Linked DNA regions of Mus musculus: region 2 is linked to region 1. The links are chromatin contacts, called in public ChIA-PET maps. All regions are on one chromosome and are shown on one strand. The core of a region is the stretch at or near the end of the contact, and the rest is flanking DNA. Distances in the headings are between cores, read along the strand shown.

The links. ChIA-PET counts read pairs in DNA pulled down with a chosen protein or histone mark.
Region 2: an RNA polymerase II ChIA-PET map of neurosphere shows a contact between it and region 1, with 9 read pairs. The contact joins the promoter of Atrnl1 here to the enhancer-like site in region 1. A contact is called at or near these places in 3 of 39 promoter capture datasets (the C10 cell line, hippocampal neurons and macrophages), 5 of 484 Hi-C or Micro-C datasets (the N1E-115 cell line, cerebral cortex, embryonic stem cells and 2 more), 7 of 115 datasets of contacts at active chromatin or transcription factors (bone marrow-derived macrophages, embryonic fibroblasts, embryonic stem cells and 2 more) and 2 of 9 other capture datasets (liver and pancreatic islet).

What each region holds. Positions count from the first base shown.
Region 1 is chr19:57,572,912-57,580,130 of GRCm38.p6, reverse strand. No RefSeq gene overlaps it. Among named protein-coding and RNA genes, the nearest start is that of Atrnl1, 35 kb to the left of the region's middle. Within about 2 kb of position 3,295, at least 16 of the 459 cell types and tissues checked have an H3K27ac peak or open chromatin away from gene starts, as enhancers often do. A contact at or near this core is called in the N1E-115 cell line, embryonic stem cells, forebrain and 1 more, where this site is marked.
Region 2 is chr19:57,607,045-57,614,263 of GRCm38.p6, reverse strand. It overlaps Atrnl1 (attractin like 1), which reads right to left and starts at 3,230. Exons shown (of 29, transcript NM_181415.4): 1 at 2,621-3,230. The coding sequence starts at 2,910.

The DNA.
Region 1 (7,219 bases), core at 2,046-4,545:
TCGCTGCTCTTCCAGGGGACCTGGGTTTGATTCTCAGCACCCATATAGCAGCAGCTCACAACAGCCCGTAATTCCAGTTCTGGAAGTCCAGGCCCTCTTCTGACTTGTGTGGGCACACTTACATGGCACACAGAGATACATGGCAGAGAAAACACCGATACACACAAAGTAAAATAAATTTTAAATTTAAAAACAGAAAAAAGGGAGAGAGCAGAATGGAGGGTCAGTGGTAGCACATGCCTTTAATCCCAGCAGTTAGGAAGCAGAGGCAGGTAGATCTCTTGAGTTCAAGGCCAGCCTGGTCTACAGACTGAGTTCCAGGATAGCCAGGGCTACATAGAGAAACCTTGTCTCAAAAAAGGGCCAAAGTCTAGGAAGAGCAAACGCTGCTCTAAGGCAGCCCACAAGGCTACTCCTTGCCCCCTCCAGGAGCAGCTTACCAGAAGGCCCAAAAGTCTCCCAGGCCCATGGGATAGGCTGAAGGTACAAACTGATCCTGGATTTGGTAGAGCCCTTGTATGCTGGAGGACATCACAGCTTTAGGGCTGTTTGGGGGAATACTGGCATCTACTCAGGCAGGGTGGTGGCAACAGTTGCCTACACGTCAGACAATACAGACTGAGCAGAGTTCCAGCTGTAAAGAATGAAAGAAGCTCCCTGCGTAACACAGGGTTTTCCATCCTGACCATTCATACATGCTAAGCACATTCGCGTTGACCACTATAACTTTTTCATCTCATAAAACAGAAACTGAGGCCTGGAGAGATGTCTCAGTGGTTAAGAGCACGGACTGCTCTTCCAGAGGTCCTGAGTTCAATTCCCAGCAACCACATGGTAGCTCACAACCATGTGTAATAGGATCTGATGCCCTCTTTTGGTATGTCTGAAGACAGCTACAGTGTAGTCATATTAAACAAACAAACAAACAAATCTTAACCGCCCCCCCCCCCTGAAACTGAGCCAGACATGGTAGCCCACATGTCCACAATCACAGCACTCAGGAGGTAAAGACAGAACAATCAGGAATTCAAAGGCAGTCTGAACCAGAAGCTCAAGGCCAGCATGATCTGTTATAAGGCCCTGGCTCCATAAAAAACAAAACAAAACAAGAACAAAGTCTAAGAGACTTTCCTCTTCCTCCCTCCCCCAGCTGCTGGCAGCCACCAGTCTACATTCCATCTAGCATTTGTTTAGGTTTCAAGAGAAAACAAAAAACAAACAAACAAACAAGAAAACCAACTTAAGCTAGCATGGGAAGGAGGTAAGACGGGTCTGTTGTAGGTTTATAAGACAGGACCACAACTACCCACTGAGGAAGACACCCAGGGTGCTGAAGCCCCTGGGATCCATCAAAGGGCTCCCAGGCTTCTCCACATCATCTGCTTGACTGAGCACTGCTTCTTCCTCTGTGTGGACTACCTTCCTCTGCTTCACTCCTTATTGATACAACGCCGAATCCCTGCAGTCTCCTGTGTTCATATGCTACGGTCCCATCCACACCTAGGAACTGAAAGCTGATTGTGGCAGGGATGTGGACAGCGAAGGAAGGAGGAAGAGCATGGGAGAGTGGGGATGGATGTGGCACTTGTCCATCAGTGTTCCAAGCTACAGTCAGATATATGGCGCCCATCACTGACTTCGAGGGAGGGTATTACTACTTCTGTGGATGCGAAAGAACAACATAAAAATTGCCCTCTACATGTGTCAGTAAAATAATTAAAACTACCCGAGAACTGATTTTCTAAATTGTCAGACAGAGGGATAAGAAAGAACAAAAGATATACTTGCTGGCCAATGTAGATGGCAAACATCTGCAACCCTAGCACTCAAAATACGGAGACAGGAGAGCCGTGAGTTCTCCAGGCCCACCTAGGAACCCCTATCTCAAAAATAAAACAAAACAAGTATTCATAATATATATGTGTGTGTGTGTGTGTGTGTGTGTGTGTGTGTGCGTGTGTGTGTATGGTTGCCTTTAAGGAACTCACAACTTAGTTGGAAAGATAGGTTGTCCAAGGAACATTCAAGAGTTGACTGCAAGGGGCTGGAGAGATGGCTCAGTGGTTAAGAGCACTGACTGCTCTTCTAAAGGTCCTGAGTTCATATCCCAGCAACCACATGGTGGCTCACAACCATCTGTAATGAGATCTGATGCCCTCTAGTGTGTCTGAAGACAGCTACAGTGTACTTACATAATAATAAATAAATCTTAAAAAAAAAAAAAAAACTTTAAAAAAAAAAAAGAGTTGACTGCAAGGGACTCCCCATGTTCAAAGTAGCTATTGTTTCTTTCTCCTTTGGAACTGCTACCATCTTTGAAATGTAACAAAAACCTACTGGTCTGGGAAAGAAAGTTTACAATGTCATTTAAATTCCCCTATAAGATACAAAGATCTTAGGGTTGCTGCCAAAGGACAATGGACACATTGCAGGTTACAGCCTAAAGACTAGAGTCCTTGGTCCCAATTTGTGGAGTCCTATCAGCTTTTCTTGAGTTGGGCTTTCTATAAAGTCACAGTTTGTTCCTATTAGTTATGAAAAAAATAGACAAAGATGAGAAGGTGGAGCTCAGAGAACCCACAGTTAAAAATAATATTCAAATCGCATCAGTCTCTGCTACTTCCTGAGAACCTCCCACAGGCCATCCCAGATTTTGTTATCAGCAGATTTGTGACTCCAGCAGCCATAAATGCAATAAACATGATTAAATCCCAGCTTCAGAAGGATAGAGCGACACAGGCACGAGCCGCGGGAGCTTCCCTTTCTTCAGCGTATCTAAGTGCCAGCTTCTTTAAATTTAATTTTACCTGAAAATTTCAAGAGACTGGTTGGATTCCAAAATTACATATTCTGTTGCAGATGAAAGCTGAATAGTTGAGGGAATTGTGTGTCAACTCCTTTCTCTAGACATCAGTTACCAGAAACCCTTTTAATGAAAGCTCTGAGGTTGTCCATTATGCCTCTCAGGACCCTGAGTCAGCAAGCCCATTCAGATTTAAAAATCTAACTGGCCCTCCTCCAACGGTTAATCAAAAGCTAATGTACTTTCACAACCTAAGTCGTTTGCATTCACTGTCTAGAGAGGACACTGGATTCAACATTCCAGAGAAACAGCTGGGACTGGATGTCAATGACGAAGTGAAGTACCACAGTAATGGTAGTGCGAGTCTGTCTGTGTTTGCGAGTGTGTGTGTGTATTTTTCTTGAAAGGTCTTCACAGTTATAGAGCATTAATGAGCCTCTGTGAGGTCAGGCTTGTCACAAAGGTTTTCCTCTCCTCTTCTGGAAATAGAACAGGATACAGCCCCGCTGGCCTTGCCAGCCTCCCAGAGCCTATGGATAGAATTAACAATTAGCCAGAGCTGGATAAAAGACAGGGATGCTCTTCAAAGAATCCTAACTCTTTGTCTGAAAGAACTTAGGGGTAAGACTGATTTTATCCCTGAAGGCATGAAGTTGAATATTTAATCCCCTGCAGATAAATGGGTCTCAAATGAAAGGACAGTTACCAGTTTTAGGGTCTGGAACAACATTTAATGCCTTGAAACAGGTAGTTCCTGGATTAAAAACCATCCAGAATGTTAGGAGCAAGCTGGAACCCTGAGTTCCGAACCGGCACCATTTGAGCGTTTATAGCAAAACCACTTCTCTGCATAGGTGCAAAAGCCAGAGGCCAACACTTCCCACTTGAGTCAAGGATAGCTGCCACCATAAAGAAAAAAAAATAATAATCATAAAGTGTCTTCAATAGAATCTCAGTCTCCTAATTAAAGAAACACTGTGTCTCTTGCATGGTTTCTTTGTTTCTGTATTGAGCAAAGCCAACCTGTTCTTTTAATTGCATAGACAGTACCTTTCGGTTCCTTGGCTGATAGTGACTTCCTTGCTGGAAGTGAGCACGGAAATGGACAGATCAGTGTATTTCACCCAACCCAGTGAATTCTTTACACACGAGTCGTCAGGCAAAGGCTTCTGTATCTCGTTGTCCAATGCCCCTTGATATGTAAGCCAAGAGCCTTAATGCACATAAAACATTTATACTCAAGAAGCACAGCTCTCAGTAATAGACAGATACGTGGCCGCATAGCTGAGGGCAACATCAGAGGGAACTATTTGTGAATGACTTACAGGGAAATTGCCCAAATTATCAGTGGATTCAAAGCAACTATGCAGTGAAACTATGGGCTTGTTTAAAAAGCAAAACAAAGAGGCAAAGTTTATCTGAAAAGCTGACCCTTCTCATTTCTCTCTCATAGTTCACCACAGGAACTGGGGCTCCCGGGGGTGGGGGCTTGCTGAACTGACAGAATGCTTAGTACTTCAGGAGGTGGTTTGGGGATTCAGGTACTTGCATTCCTGAGGGCATCCACATAGAAAGCCAAGAGGGTCATTTCAGAGGGGAGGCTGGCCACACAGAAGTGGTGGCTTCCTCTTCTGAGACTGTATCACACATGAGTATATCTCTCAGGCTGTTGCTGATGCCATGACTTGAGTATCAGAAAGTGGGTAATTCATAAATGAATGAAGTCTGATCTGCTCAAGATCAGATGGGGGAGGGGGGAGAGACTGGCCATATTCAGCCATACTTAACAAATGAACTCCATGGACGGGACAGTGTCATAAAACACCTTCTCAGACCTTTAGGAGGATATGCAGACTGTCCAAAATACAGCTCTCCACCCCACCCCACCTTCAGGAGGCCTCACTGCAGTGTGGAAGTAACTTTAGTTCCAAAATGTAAACACCTAGCCACATATCCGTTTCTAGAGAGCCTATTCTGAATTGGGTCACTTGCTTTCTGAGTGTTTGGCCTGCGCTCAGATGACGAACTCTGGGAGCCTGACTCAGTGGCTACAATGTATCCGGTCCAGGGTAATCTGAAGACATTGCTTTTCAGGATCAAAGCAAACACAAAGCCAGAAGCCTTGATTCCAGAGGTCTGGGACAAGGCAGCCACCACAAGCACTGAGCAGCGGGAAGGGAGAGAACCGTGCAAGGAGTCTCGGCAGGAGCAGCCTCCTGCAAGCTTTTTCTCAGGGACTTGTTGCCTCAACAACAAACAGCTCATAAGCTAGCAAAGGTACTGAGCTCCAGACACCACTCATTCGCTTTATCTCCTGCCCTCCTGAGCTGGTTTATGGAAGCTCTTACAAACTGTAGGAAGACCTCAAGGGACACTGCTCTCAACACTTCATACTACCAGCCCTTGCCCCAGTAAGCTCAGCCCCATCCCCAGCCCTCCTAAGACCCACTAGCACCATTAACACTGCAGGAAGGCAAGGGTAGGCACACGGAACAGAAAATGATGGAGCCATAGACCCCACAGCCATGAGGTGTTAGAGGCTAAGACCTTGATACCAACAAAGGCTTTAGTGTGCCTCTCTGGGTTCTCTTTGTACTGGTCCGAGCAGAGAAGCACAGCAGTAGGTGATGGTAAGCGCCTCCATGGAGATGTTCTTCCAAATGATGGCAACAGTTGGGGGTGAAAAAGAGAAAATGGAATAATCAATCAAGAAATGTCTGCCGTGGACCTCCTTTGCGAAAGGCACTGATAGGTGCTGCATGGGGCCTACAGATGGGTAGAATATGGCCGACAGCCTGAAGAAAACTACACTCTATTTGGGGAGATGAGGCATGCACACAAACAGAAGTTACCCAAATAAAGACAGCCGATACCAAGAACTGTAGGTGGAGTAGACCACACAGCTCCACAAGTTTGAAAGCAGCATACAGCAGTGCAAGCTGGCGCTTTATTAGTTCTTGGTTGCAAGGAGACTTCAGTCAATGTTGGCCAAAATAAGTACTTACTGGGGAAAAAAAAGAGGCAATGACCTAGACTGGATAAATTGAACAGTGGGCACTGGAGAGATGGCTGAATGGTTCAGAGCACTTGCAGAGGTCTCGTATTTGGTTCTTAGCATCCACAGGGCACTTCATAAACTCTCATAACTCTAGCTTCAGGGGACCCCACAGCCTCTTCTCCTACAAGTGTCCTCATGTACACACACATGTATGCACACACACACACCATACGCATACACACATTCACACACATACACTCACATACCACACACACATGCACACACAATCACACACACATGCCCACACACACCACACCACACACACATGCACACATACATATACCATATACCACACACACACACACACACACACACACACTCCCCACAGTCACACAGACTCACATACACACACTCATATACCACACCACATAAACATTCACATACTATACATACATGCACACACACACACACACACACACACATACACACCACATACCACACACACACAGACACACACACCATATACACACACACCACACACAGACTCATACACACATTCACATACCACTCACACACCACACCACATACACACACTATACAAACATGCACATACTACACACACACACAGACCACACCACATATCACACCACACAGACACACACTCACACACACATGCCACACACACACCACATACCACACACACCACACACTCACACAGACTCATATACACATACACCATACACACACACTATACACACATACCACACACTCACACAGACTCACACACATTCACATACCACTCACACAACACACCACACCACATACATACTCACACACTATACACACATGCACACACTACACACACACACAGAGCACACCACACAGACACATAGACAACACACACACACTACACCACACCTATCACAAAATGAAACAAAATGTTCTTTTTTTTAAAAAAAAAGAGTTAAACAACAGAGTTTGAGAAGGAAGGAGGCAGAGTGACCCCAAATAACCTCCTTGTTGCTCACCGTGATGATGCATGTGAAGAATCAGGCCTGGGCTTGCCTGGACAGTGGAGTAAAAGGGGCAAGGACAGGGATGTAGAGTTCCCACATCCTCTAACCAGAGAGAGTTTGTACTTATTGCTCTGAGAGTCAGGGAAGAGATGACTGATCAGTGGTAATTGATGCAGGGACTGAGGAGACCGGGAGGTGCTTGTGTATCCTGGAGGGCAAAACTATTATTATGGCTGTCATGTCAGCCATAATGAGGAGTTCTCCAAAACCGTCAGAGAGGGAGCGGCTAGGGATTTTTAACTACTTATGAGCCAAGAGCATCTCTCTGAAACCATCTGTCTGTAAGCTTTTCTGTGCTGGGACATCGGTTCGGCAATCAGTATGCAGGAGGAAACACTTGAC
Region 2 (7,219 bases), core at 1,981-4,480, 34 kb before region 1:
AATATCATTTGTCGTCTATACTATTATTCGTAGATTACATCAGAATGTTTTCCAGCCTAACGTTATGCAATGCAACTGAAATATAATTTCAATTAGGGCCTACCATAGTCTTGATTCTATTTCAAACTGGCCAGGTGCTTTCTGAGTCTCACTCCTAAAACCTTTAGTCTGTCATTAGTGAAAACGGGTGGTCATTTTGTTTTGCTTTTGTCAGAAATGTCTTACAATTTTGAAGGGTTTATTCTTTTCAAATGGAAACAAACAAAAGACTACAATGAAAGCCAGGAGCTCTGGCACATCCCTTCTACTACTGTTTGCTCCTGCATTTCTACGTCAATCTTCAGATGCAAAAAGGCCTTTGAAGAATGCTCATTCCCTAGCTACGACATCCATAATAGAAGAAGACTAAGGTAACATACCCATTAATTTTGACACCTGCTTACTAAGATTAATCAATCACTTTTCACTACTATGTGTAAGGCTGCTCTTATGTTCAGCCTAGCAAAGACTTGAGCTATAATTGTCAAGTTCGGTTCTTTTGCCATGAAAACACGTCTTCAAATAAACTGTTCATAGCTCATTAGGTACTTTACCAAGAATAGTTTTGTACTTCTAAATGTCCAAAGCCTTTAACATCAAATACACTTTCTTTGCCCCTAAACGTATGCCTGAGAAAACAGAGACTTATACTATGTGTATTTACCCTAATAACTTGTATTTCATAGAAACATTAAGCAACACTTGAATCAGAATAGCAGCTTCCCAAGCATGACTATTCAATAAGTTCAGGACTTAACCTCATTTAAGTATGTCTACTCTCCTCCTGTTAACAATGTATCTAGTTCATGAACATCTTTCAGTGTTACTTGGTTACTTTTAACTTGATCTGGGTGCTTTCTCTTACTTACTGGGACAGCATCTAAGAGAAGTCACAGAGTGCTGATCTAGCTATCTGGCTGTTAACAAGCATCCCTACTCCAAAACACAGGACTGGACGGAAGGTCTCAGGCGGTGGTGCTTCATAGCCTCTTCAGATAAATGGAGCTAACTCACCGCCACAACGTTACAAACAATCCTACTCTGTAGAAAACCTGGACAAGTGAGTGTAGCTTTTTCCTTGTCCATTGCTCTCTCCCACAAGATATCCTCTTAACAAGTAAAAGGGCTGGCTGGCTAACACTATCACCGACAGGGGAACTAATGCTACTCAAGAGGCATCATAAAATCAGATCTTGCTTTCTCATTGTAAACTTTTTTAAACTTTTCAGTGGCACCTCTCTTTTTAAATTACTTTAAAGGTATCTGTAAAAGTTATGTATTCACTCCTAAAACTTTGAACTCTGGAAATACTTACTGCTCCAAACCAATTTTATGAAATTTCACCTAAGATTTCCCACCAAAACCAAAAACTAAAGAATAAAATCTACTTAAAATTTCAAAGTGTCATTTAAGACAAACATTTTTTTACACTTAATATGGGGTATTGCTCTAGCGAGCAACAGTAAAAATGTGGGAAAGAAAGTAAAGAAAACTATGCTGTGATTAAAACGCCAAGGAAACCACCCTGAAATAGATTAATAATGTCAGCCATATTCTTACCTTTGGCTCAAAGCCAGAGATACTTTACCTAGATTCTGCTTTCATCTCCACAACAAATACTAGCCATCTACATAGTATTATTTCACAACCACAATCAGCCGTAAACTTCATGTTAAATATCTAGGACAAGCTTTCTCGGTGACCGCTTTCCTGCAGTTTCTCAGAGAAACCCACTTCTCCGCCTTCCCAACGGCCACCCCACTTCTTTTTATAGAGGCAGAAATCTAATAAGCATCAGCCAATAGGGAGAAGTGTCTCTTCCCCAGAGATGCAGGCTCCTTAGCACCTTGCTTTTCAGCAAAACCAAACTGCTGTCCCCCATACACCTGTCAAAAGTCACACAAAGCCATGACTGTCCTGATAAACCCAACACCTCTAAATGCATATTCTGGAGTGAAGCTGGCTGGACTGGAATCACGACTCAGCATTTTCTGCATAACCTTGATCGAGTTAACTTAAATTGCTGCCTGGATTTCTCTCTGTAGGTTCTGGATAGAAGGCGTAAAATTCCAGTAAGTTATAGACTTATGGGGAAATGGGTGAGAGGACCAACCTAGAAACTTATAACAAGGTACAGATCGTAGTTTGCCCATTGTAAACCCTATTTACCACACTCGACGATTACTAAACCGAGGCGTGCTCTCTGACTAGAGGAACAGCACAGGGAAGGAGCTGGGCCACAACTTTAAACCCTGACGCCTCTGACTTCTCACAATGTTCATGGATTTTTCATGAGTTATTTCCTCCGTTTCTGATGGAAACAGATACTGTCCTAATTGGCGGAGTTTGGCACGAATTGGAGTGAGAACATTCTTTCTGCGCAGAGGATGACAAGCCGCTGAGGACATGCGGAAAGCACCGAGTCAGCCCGGGCTGGGCGCCTGCTGGAGCTCCCCGGGGCACCCGGAGGCTGGAGGGGCGCAGCGTAGGGCCCCCTCCCGGGGACCCCGAGGCCAGAGCGGGGCGGGGAGCTACGCTGGCGGGGCAGGGCTGAGGCTTGGGGTCCCACGGTAGCACTTACTTGAACCTGCCCTGGCAGTGCTGGCACTGGTCCCCAACCCAGCCCGGGTCGCACAGGCAGGTGGAGTTGACACAGCGACCGGAGAAGCAGGAGCCAGTCCTCTCGCAGGGCTTGGACTGGGACACCTGAGCATAGAGCGCCAGGTAGAGGAAGCCATAGCACAGCAGCCAGCTGTTCCCGTCCAGCAGCAGCCAGGAGGAGGCGCCCCCACCGCCCGCCGGCCGAGCCCTCCACAGCACCGGGGAGGCCGGCTGCGGGGCACCCGAGCGGGCCCGGACCCCCGGCTCCATCTTCCTCGGCGTCCCGGCTCGGCGGGGCTGCGCTCGCGGGAGCGCACGGGGATGCCGCTGAGCGGGGATCCCGGCCGCAGAGGACCTCGCCGCCGCCGCTGCTGTTCCTCGGCTCCTCAACGGCGCCGACCCCCGTCCCGCTGACCGGTCCGGAGCGGCGGATCCCAGGCGCGGCGGCCTCCGGTCGGCTGCCTCCAGTCACACTCGGGCATCGCCGCCCGCTCCCCTGACCTTGTCCTCGGCGAGCCGAACCCTGCAGCCACGGTAGCTCCGGGAGCGGAGCGAAGAGCCGGCGGCGCCCCGCGCTCCGGAGGGGACCCGAGGGGGAGGGGACCGGGCGGGAAGGGGGAGGGGACCCGCACGGCCCCGCCTCGCCCGCGCCCCGCGCCGAATGCCGAGGCTCGCCCGGGAGGGCGGGGCCGCGCGGGAGCCCCCGAGATGGGCGCGTCCAACAGGAGCACGCGGGGAGGGGAGGGCGGCTGTCGGTACCCGGCGGTACTCCTGCTAGCCTGAGATACCGCAGCAGCCTGCTTCCCTCCGTCCTCCAGACACAGTTGCTGTGGCCGCGGTCGCAGCCCAAACTGCGGAGAGACGTCCCCGCAGCCTTGTGCGTACGCACTCTCGTGGCCACTCCCCCCCCCTCGGTCCGGGCGCGGTGGTCTCGCCCGGCCCCTGACGGGGACCTGGGACTCCCCCGCGCGCCCACCCGGCCGGCGGGCACCGCTGGGAGTGCGTCCCCAGGTGTGGCCCGCGCCGCGGAGCCCACGGAGGAGAAACCCACTCCGACCTCGGGGCCTCGGCAGGAAGGCAACCTTGTACTCCGCGGGCTGCAAAAGTGAGGCGCCCGCCCCAGCGCTCCCCGAGTCTCCTGCACGTTTCTTCTTCTTCTTCTTTTTTTTTTTTTTCTTAAAAACTCCCAACTACACACAAAGAGCTGAGCATGTGCAGCCAGCAAAGTCTTAAAGGCACCGCGGTCTGACCACGTTATGGGGTGCAGGGACAGGGCGGAGTGGGGTGAGGGGCTGCATGGGGCGCGAAGCTGCTCCCGTGGGGCGACCTCAGCCGCGGCGGCTCTTTATCGCCCAATCGGGGCTCCTCATGCCCAACAAAGAACTGCTCCGAGAGCCACCCCTCCCGACGCTGCCTCGGAACCTCACCAAATCTTCTTTTCTCTTGTCTATGTTTCCTCCTTCGTCTGGGACACTATTCTCTCTTGAAAAATGTTGCGACATCGGGGCTTTTTTTTTTCCTTCAGAAAAGCAGAAGTGATTTCCAGAAAGGGCCCTTTCCCGTTTTCAGCGGCATCTATTTCTTCCTTGAGATGACTTTCCAAGATTTAATTGCATAAGCTGAGATATGTCTTCTACTTTTCTCTATACGGGCCTGTTAGCTGAACCCTTGAGAGGAAGCTGTGCACAAATTGCAGGCAAGCACCCTCGAGAGTTGTTGGAGCTCCACCAAGGAGCAGGCGGTACGAACAAGATTGTGAAACTCACCAGACATTTCTGACAGCTGGAGCAGAAAAGTTTTGGTTGTAACCACAGTCATAATATTATTGTTAAGATTCACTCCGAGTTTATTTTGGGAATAATGTACCCACGTCATCTCTTTTAATCTCCATCATCCCAATTCACAGAGAAAATCCTCTATTAACCCCATTTCGCAGATGAGGGAATAGCATGAGAAAGGCTGAGGTGCGTGTTGGTAGCAGAAACGGATCAAGTCCTCTAACTTGTGTGCGTTTTCAATGTTTATCAGCCCACTTCTGTTTGCAGCTGCTTTGTTCTCCTTTGGTGAATAAAACATAAGTGCTGGCTGGCTTGGTTTGCAAATACCTCAGCAATGACTTAAGAGGAAAACAAAAGTCCTGGAAAAAAAAAAAAAAAAAAAAGGCTCCTTCCCAAAAGAAGAAAGGCAGCTGATTCTCACTTGTACAAAAAAAAAAAAAAAAAAATCCATTTCCGGGACACAATAGTGTGAGCCATGTCCTGTAGAGCCTGAAATTTGGCCTGCCCCATACTTTCCCACCTTTTCCACATTCTGGTGTTCTTCAGAAAGAGGGGGGCAGAGTTAAGAGGATCTTGTTAGAGGCCACTCCTTTTCACTGCAGTGACAAAAAGAAAAAGGAAAAGGAAATCCAAACCCTTTAGGATCCTCTGTTGGTGGACAATCTCCTTGGCTTTTCCTTTCTTCTTCTCTTCCTACCAGCTGAAGTTTAAAGTCAGCTACATCTTTCTCACGTCTAAGGTAGTGTCACTTTCAGACGTGTGGAAAGTGGTCAATTCTTAATCCCTCTCGTGAATAAAGGTAATTCAAAGGGTACACGGGAGTCTGTCTCTCTAACAAGAGAGTTCACAGCTCAGCCACACGCCGACTGGGGCGTGTATTTGAGTGAAGGGTTTGCCCATTAAAAACACACATCTGTTGCCATCTGACCACTGTAATCATTCACCGTACACTGAACGTGCAGCCCCAAAGGCCTCCTCTCAATAGTACCCTTCGAATACACTTGAATACATTAAATTCATATGAAAGGATTCACATAAGGATCACACCAAATCTCTGCTTCGCCTATATCCTCTTTCTCCTTCGAACTGTTTCTGTTGACGTTTTATGAGCAACTATGATGAAGTACAGGTACAGAAAGCAAAACTGAATAGAGGTAACGTCTACCTTTGTATTGGGCTCACAAATTAGTAAGCTCCCAATAGACATGCGTGTCACATAATCTGCAGATATAAACAGAGAAAACTTAAATGACAGCGACAAAACCTGTGCAGCATCTTGGCTGATGTTTCAGTATCTTCTATGATCAAAAAATGTTTAAACTCCCAGGTTGTCACATCCTAGCAGGCTAAACAACACCGAAGGAATTCATAGGACTGGTGACAGCAGCCATCACTCTGGCAAAGGGTTAAAAACCCCCGAAGAGAGAAAAGGGCAAAAGCCAGTTTCACCAAAGTAAAGTTAAATTGTATAGAACTAGTGATTACAACTTATCCAAGAAGAAACATACGTGCATTTGTTCTCTCAATAATTAACTAATATCAGGGACCCTTGGATATTTGGGGCATTATGTTCACTTCTATTTAAAGTACTTTTAAAATTTTTAATATGGTAGACAAAAACCTAAGAGTTCTCTTTGCCAATGTTTGCAAAGGACATTCAAAATGATAGTTTTTAAAGAACAGGGGGAAATAAGTCCACTGATACAGAATTTTGTCACTCTAGAAGCAAAGGCTTCTATTCAGACGACAGAAGGCAGAATTGCCTGACTGAAAGGTGGGCTCTGCTCTGGCTCTTGTTCACCATTGACTCACACGAGACCTCTGAAAGCAGCCGGAAATAAAGAAAGTAGCAGGCAACACAGTCTCAGAGCAGGAAACACCATGGTAGGACCAAGCCAGCCAGGCAGCATCTTTAAGACCTAAGAGAGCTTAGATGGACTCTGACAGATTGGGGAATAAAGAAAAAGTCAGATTTAAATATTCACTAAGAAATATGAGTGAGGTGAGAGGTGTGTGCTAATCTGAAACATCGCACCCTCCCAACCAAAAGCTAACATTCTGCCTCCCCCTGGGCCCGTTCTTTGCTTCCATCCCCCTCTCTTGCTGTTGTGCTTGCAAACACACACACCACTCCTTCTTCTGCCAATTTTTCTACTTAACACATTTCAAACATATTGTTATAAGTAAATCCAGAGAAATAAATCCAAAGATTCTAAATTCACTAGGCTGGGCTAATATAATTTTTAATTGAAAATAAAATGAGCATTCTTAAACTTTTCTTTCTAAATATCCACACGTATTACCTTACCTCCTCCCCACAAATAATAAATTGCCAAGACGTGGTCATAGAAATTTGTCTTTTATGAAATCTAGTTATTTTTTTAAAGGCACAGACTATGACTCCTCTTAAGCAACGTGAATCAAGTATATCCATCTACCTGGGCATGGGAGTGCAGGTCTGTATGCCCAACACTGGGAAGGCAGAAATGGGACATCTCTAGTTCAAGACCAGCCTGTCCTACATAGTAAAACCCTGACTCAAATAAATATAGCACCAATAACTATTCCCTCTGCAAATCTCACCAGCAGGAGCAGAAAAGGTTTTGCTCCTGTAATTGGAAGCACATTTGCTCCGCTTTAGAGTTTAGAGGTGTCAGCTCACGATGACAAAGAAAATGAAGAAAGATTTCATTAGCGATCAGAGGTGGCTATGCATTTAGAAATATCAATGAGGGACGCAATGTACATGAGTCTAAGGGGCCCAGGACAGCTTCCATATAAGGAAACAGTTACCACAGAAG